2 separate regions of the Anser cygnoides genome follow, and region 2 is linked to region 1. A link is a contact called in public Hi-C data. All regions are on one chromosome and are shown on one strand. The core of a region is the stretch at or near the end of the contact, and the rest is flanking DNA. Distances in the headings are between cores, read along the strand shown.

Region 1 (3,172 bases), core at 424-2,923:
CTATTAAAAGGTCAGGTGTGGACTTGCATTCTGAACTGACAGTTGCATAAGCTGGTAAACGATACATAACAAATACCTTATTAGGTTAATTTTGTCTCTTTGGGGTCGCTGTGAACAGCCCATTAGAAAATAAGAGTTTTCTCCAAGAATGCCAAACTGCTGGTTGTTTTTATTTCTGCAAGTAATACTGAATCTGTAACTTGTTTGAGAGCAGCTCATTGCAATTCTTGGAGGTCAAAAGAGGAGCATTAACTGGATAGATAGCTGCTTAGTGTGCTTCTCTCCCCTAGTCATGGGAGTGTAACTTCTAGAATCTGGTGTCTCATGTGCAAAGGGCAGAGGGACAACCACAAGTCCAGTTTCGCTACCCCAAACCATTCAGAAATTGTGATATCTTGGCACTATGTGTTCTTTCTGATGCCCATGTCTCTAGACTTTACATTTTTATTTATTTATTTATTTATTACAGTTGTTAGAGCTATAAACAGACCTTTTGTTTTAAGGAAAGATGGTATTCCCACTTACACCCCAGATCCCAGAACCAGGGAGAAAATGAAATACCTGAGAGTACTAAGCTGCTTTCATAATGTTCTTTCCTAATAAGACATAGGATTTGCTCCCAGTAAGATGTCAGTGCTCCTGCTGGAAGTGCAGAGTGCTTGCTGAAAAGCACCACGAGAAGTACCAGCCAGACTTGTTTAAAAATTCAGATACGTATTTACAGACTTAGAACGGCTTCTCCAGTAGTAACACAGCTCCATTTTGTAACTGCTGGTAGCTGTCACAGAAGTTTTCTGTTTCATAGCTGTGTGTACCAGAGGCAACAGGGGTACGTTCAAGAGAGCTTTGATGCAGGATGTTCAAAAGCACTATTTCTATTCCCTGTCCACAGCCTGGCCTGCAGAAACCTTCTCTGACCTCTTCCAGGTAGGAAACAGTTCCACATAGGCTTCAGTGCTCTTCTTCATAAGATTCTCCCATGTCCTCCCCGCATGCATCTTGCCAAACAGACAGCTGAAATGTTAGCAGCGAAGCTTTGTTCTGTGGATGGATTTTGATTATTAATAAGGTGGTCAGGGAGAACGGGACTATTTCATGTCTTGTCAAAGCAGCGCAAGTAGGATGCTGCTTTTATGAGACTTGCCACTGCCCCTCTCTCCTCTCAATCATCTCTTTCATGTGCCCGAGCAGGACTGAGGTGATAGGCTGCTTCCTAAAGAGCTGTAACAGCGTGTGAGACAGCTTGGGATGTAGTTTACAAACAGCAAAGAGAAAGCTCAGAGATAGAATGGAAAAGAGCAAAAAAATAAGAGCTGATTGCAATGATTGAAGCTGAATTTTCCCTACCTTCCAAGTGGGCATTCCAGTATGAGTACGTTAAATTCACGTATTACTCAACTGCCAGGGCTATTTAGCAATAAAGACCTCTGGCACTGAAAGGGACTCAAAACAAATCTTTGCAGCCAGCAATAAAACGCAAGGAGTGTCATGCTGAAGATCACTGGGTCGTATAGCTTGTTAAGGCAAGAGGCTGGAGGCTTATTTGTGCAATTGCTGCAAGTGATGTTGTCCTATGACACACTCACTGTCATAGATAACTGCCTTGGAGATTAAAAAAAAATTAAATACAGTCATACAAGTGCAGTTCTGTAGCCACAGTAAATTAAATTGTGCACAAACACACACACAGAGAGCATTAAGGCCTTTTGAAACTTGATCCAGGCTGCATTTGGAATTGGTTTTATAGCTGTTGATTGTTCTCTCTGGAAAAAAATAACTGCAAGCGACGCTTGTTGTGCGTCCTGGAAAATGAGAAAAAAAGGCTCAGAGCCAATGCGTGCAGCAGCATCTTGTCGGAGAGTCCCCAACTTCCAGGCCAGGACAAAGGAAGAAGGGGTTTTGCATTCTCTCATGTAAAAATAAGAGGCCTGACTCCACGGCTTTCTAGAGATTTGAATAATGAGACAGTTCTAACTGATGATTACATTAAGATTTGACTTCTGCGGTGCTTTGCGTTGCATCCACGGCATGCAAAGCGCTTTCCTGCCAGCAAGGAGAGGCTTCTGGCTCCTGCAACCAGGAGCCCCAGTCCTGCAAGGATACCATCACAGGGTTTTCTGCCCACACGTGGGTAGCTCTTCCTCACTGATGTTATGTCTGCGGAGTTAAGCATGTGCTTAACTGTTTGTAGAAGTGGGGCTTTGTGCTATTTAAGGACTATGAATTTTAAGAGGGTTCTTTCTTCTGAGGATTTTGCAGGCAGACATGAGTTTGCCCTCCCCATGCTCCAAGGAAGACCTCAGTCATGCGGACGTGTCCATCATTAGCAGATGCACCATGCCGCTCGCCACGACTCCGTTTGCATTGTTCCTGCTCAGCTCACAGCAGAAGGAGAAGTCACGTCTGTGGTACTGCTCATGGCTGAACCCATGATGGTGGTGAGAACCCCTGCTTGGGTCTCACTTCAGCAGCAAGGAGAGAGTGATAGGGAAGTAACTCAGTGTACCCAAACTGGCTGCAGGCAAGAAAACAGTCTGTGAAGCCCTCTGCCATGTGAGAGCGCTTGAATGTATTTACCTTACTACCAAGTGCAGGCAAAAGCCCCCAGATTCCCTACCATTCAGCAGACTGAGCATACTTAGCTTTCAGCATCGCAGCCCCAGCTACGTGTGCCTCTAGAAGCCGAGGGAATTACAGGGACACTTCAATATTCAAGGAGAGGTGCTGCTGAAACTACTTAGTGCCCTCACCAGAGTGTGAGCAGGAATTAATCCACTTTCTCACATGCGTGAGATTTTTTTGGAGGGGTCAAAATCCATCTCCTTTCCTTCCTAAAAGCATTATTTAGCCAATGTTTGATAAGGACTTTTTAATTAATATTTTCAACAGCTTTTCCATGAAATTTAAGGTACTTTACTATCAAAAACATCCATCTGGACCACTTCCAAGATGCTGAAAGCATCCTAGCTGTTTGGCCCACTTCTAATGCTCAAAGTGGCATTAGTACATAGGATTGGGTGAGTCTCTGTAAATACCAGTGGTGTAGGAACACAGTGTTTTACATTAATGGAGGCCCAAGGCTCTTGTCTGGCTCAAAATGATGAGTTCTTGGCAACCTTAGTGCCTGAAGCAATGTGAAAATAGTAAAGCAGCACAGAATTGCTTACAGTAT
Region 2 (3,314 bases), core at 463-2,962, 200 kb before region 1:
GGATCAGTGCCCTGCTTCCCTTGGCCCAGTGATGCTCAAGGTCAGAAGAGATGGAAACTCCCCCAGAACACCCACCGGTTCTGGCCGCCTCCAAGGAGACTTTCAGGCTGAGGGGACAGCATGCAGGCGTTTTCTGAGTGTGGGAGCTTTGTGCAACCCCCTGTCTTTGCTGCAGAGCCTGCATTTCAGGCTTACATCTCCAGCCACTCCAAGCAAATTGCGCCGTGATAGGATAAGCCAGGGCCGAGGCTGCAGAGGTGAGAGGTTAAACAACTCTTGAGCTACGCGCTAGCTGAAAATACACGATGAGAGCTGTTGCCAGGTTAACTCCTAGAAAAATCAGCCTCAGCCCAAAGGGCAGATAATAAATTGGTGTATAAGCTAAACAAAGTGCTGACGCAGCCTTTGCTGGAACAGCACTCCCAGCGCCGCTGTAATACGGGGCCAGGCTGAAATTCCGCTGTGATTGACACTCTGCCATCACATCATTTGTTACCGATCCCATTTTTCCTCCCTTCCTCTGCTTTTCACTTCAAGGGACAGGACCTGCAGCAGCACAGCCTGCAGAGCCCTCCTCCGATCTGTTTTCCATTTGAGCATCCTCCTCTGAGGATTGACTCATGCTTCTTGACATAAAGCACCGCCTCTTTGGGCTCTTATAAGGAAACAGCAGGAGAGAATTGTCTAATTCAGACTTTTTGGCAGACTTTGCATACTATGCATTATAGCGTGCATTTCTAGCCAATGCCTTTGCCCTTTTGTGGTCATTTCAGAACAAACTGAGCTTCCTCCCTCAACGTTTTGGGTACTTTTGCAAACTCACAATGCCTCAGACCAAACAGAATTAGTGTGAGGCTGGGAGTACATCAAACCTTGGAGGAATTATTTTAACATATGAACCATAAACACTCCTCTTCCATTTCTGCTTTGCTAGTAATTCACATCCCAGTGACTCCAGGATTTTGCTACAGGGAAATACATTTCAACATCATATACAACAAATGGGATGCACAAAGATTATCATGGCCATGGCCTGCATTTATGGGAGCCCTGTATCTGTCCCACGCTCAGGTCTTTAAAACTGGAGCTGTGAAAAAATGCCTATAGTGAAACACGAAACCAAATGAGACTGACCTGGCCTGGGATTTGGTTATATATGGGAAAGTCAGGCTGAGTTCACCTAGAGAGTTGTGAAGGTTCATGAACCTTGGGAGGGAGCAAAGGTCCAGTTCCGAGGAAGCCTAGCCAAACCTTTTCCAGAAATGTTAAACTAGTATATATTTGGGAACAGAGAGATCCTGTAAAATAAATAGTTTTAATAGGAAATCTATTGGAGGGAGACCTGGTGGTTTCAGCAGCGTTTAGCATTAACGTGGTGAATGAAGAGAAGGCTCAAGCTCACACAGAGCCTGAGAAGTGTTAAAAAACTCAGGCTGAACCCGGAGCCCCTTGTTCCTGAGGATCCTATTATAAATGTGTCATTTGCAGCTCTAGAGGTGAGAAGAGTTGACTTTATTGGGTATCTGCACCATATCTGAAATAGGGAAGTCTCAAGCTGGCTGAGCCCTTTACACTCTGATGAACTGAAGGCATCTCCTCATTTTCCCCTGAAAATTTTCTCAGGATTTTTTTGTACTGAAAACTACCGGTCTGCCCTCTATGCCCCTCCTTTTGGCCACGTTCAGCAAAATATTTCACAAACATGGACGAAAACTAACTGAAAGTTCAGTAAGCACTGTTATTTCCAGAGAAGGAAATTAAAATTTTCATCTGAAAATCATGACTGTTTCCATGGAACAGATCTTTGGAGACAGGTTCTCTGATCATCAGTACTACGATGCCCTACAACAAAATATGGGAAAACCCCAATGTAACTGACTTTCTCAGAGGCAAAGGAGCATGCCAGCGACTTAACAGGGGCTGGAGATTTTGCTTTGGGTCATGACTCCACTTTTTTTTCAAGATTTGGCAAAGGTAAATGGAAAAAGATTTTCAGTATAGCTGGTATCTAATCTTTAAATTAGAAAGGAACTGAAACCAGGGCTTCGGACTTTAATTACCACTACCAGGCTCCTAAAGCTGGGAGGAAAAAGTATGATAATGCTTTTAAACACCAGATTACTAATCTGCAGCCTGATTAACGAGCTCCCATATGCCAGACAAGCTGGTCTCAAAGGGACTCCCCTGCCCCTTACTCTGTGGGTCTGGGCAGCAGTGGTGATGCTCACCACAATGACTGCCCTGCCTCCGAACCCTGACAGCCCTGGGCTCCAAGAAGGGAACATACTGGTGGTCTCGGCCTCATGGCTGTCAGCAGAAGAGGACAGTGGGTGTCAGGGGATCAAGCTGGAGCAATTTTGGTGTTGAACCTACCTTTGATAGGTCTGGCTCTTGCCCCATCTGACTTGCTCGCTCCAGGAGTGAACACAGACAGGCAGGGCAGAGCCCTTGGTTCATCTGTCAGCTTAAAAAAACCAACGACAACAAAAAATAAAAAATAAAAAATAAAAAAAACAGAAATAAAAAACAGAAATTAGCCTTGCTTTCCCCTAAGAGAACATCCCAACCATACTGTGATAGGAAAAGAATTAGGAATTAAGAAAGAACGGTGGCACGAATGCCATAAACATCACTTCTGTGTGCGCTCCGCTGCCAGAGCACACATAATAAAGCTTAATTTCCTGGTGCTGTGCCCTGCCTGTAATACACTGCCCAGATCTTCCTACTGCTCCCAGCTGAGAGCCAAGTCATTCTATAGGATTATTTTGTTAAGAGCAAAGCTACTTGATCAGAAGAGATTTAACACCAGATTATGGCCACAGCTTTTTCCGGCCCGGCGGCTGTGGAGGAAGAGGGCAGGAGCTGCTGGTGATGTGAGGCTGAGCCTGGAGCTTGGGAGGCCTGGGTTCAGCCCTTGCAGCAAGTCCCCTGTAAATCTGGAGATAAGACACCCTCTACTGCCTTTTCCACACCGAAATACAGGGTTTGAGGAAGGGGGATGTGTTACAGACAGTGAGACGCTCGCCTATTATGAGGGGGATAGACAAAAGCTCTGATGCCAGCACACCAAAACCTCCTGGAAGCCAGAAGCCACATGCCTTTACGATGCTCACAAGCTCTTTCCCAAGCCCTGTTGCCCATCCCATGGCCCAGCACCTGCACCCCAAAATCAGCTCTAGCAGAGTCTGGGCTAGCAGGGAGAGCCAGCCCTGTGCCAGGCTTGGAAAGAAGCTGAGGCTTCAGAGCTGAGGGGTCGTGGTCTTAACCACACAGCACAGGAGAAAATTCTGTACAAATAATAAATTCGGACATGA

What was found. A called contact is a pair of places that touch in the nucleus more often than the background predicts.
Region 2: a contact with region 1 is called in a Hi-C map of liver, with 3 times the contacts expected there. The contact joins two enhancer-like sites. A contact is called at or near these places in 2 of 7 Hi-C or Micro-C datasets (both in liver).

What each region holds. Positions count from the first base shown.
Region 1 is chr6:10,484,107-10,487,278 of Taihu_goose_T2T_genome, reverse strand. ABCA12 (ATP binding cassette subfamily A member 12) reads left to right here. Exons shown (of 58, transcript XM_066999642.1): 5 at 893-927. Among named protein-coding and RNA genes, the nearest start is that of ATIC, 15 kb to the left of the region's middle. Within about 2 kb of position 1,673, at least 1 of the 3 cell types and tissues checked has open chromatin away from gene starts, as enhancers often do. A contact at or near this core is called in liver, where this site is marked.
Region 2 is chr6:10,681,254-10,684,567 of Taihu_goose_T2T_genome, reverse strand. LOC106034489 reads right to left here. Exons shown (of 21, transcript XM_066999647.1): 9 at 2,374-2,464. Among named protein-coding and RNA genes, the nearest start is that of MREG, 44 kb to the left of the region's middle. Within about 2 kb of position 1,712, at least 2 of the 3 cell types and tissues checked have open chromatin away from gene starts, as enhancers often do. A contact at or near this core is called in liver, where this site is marked.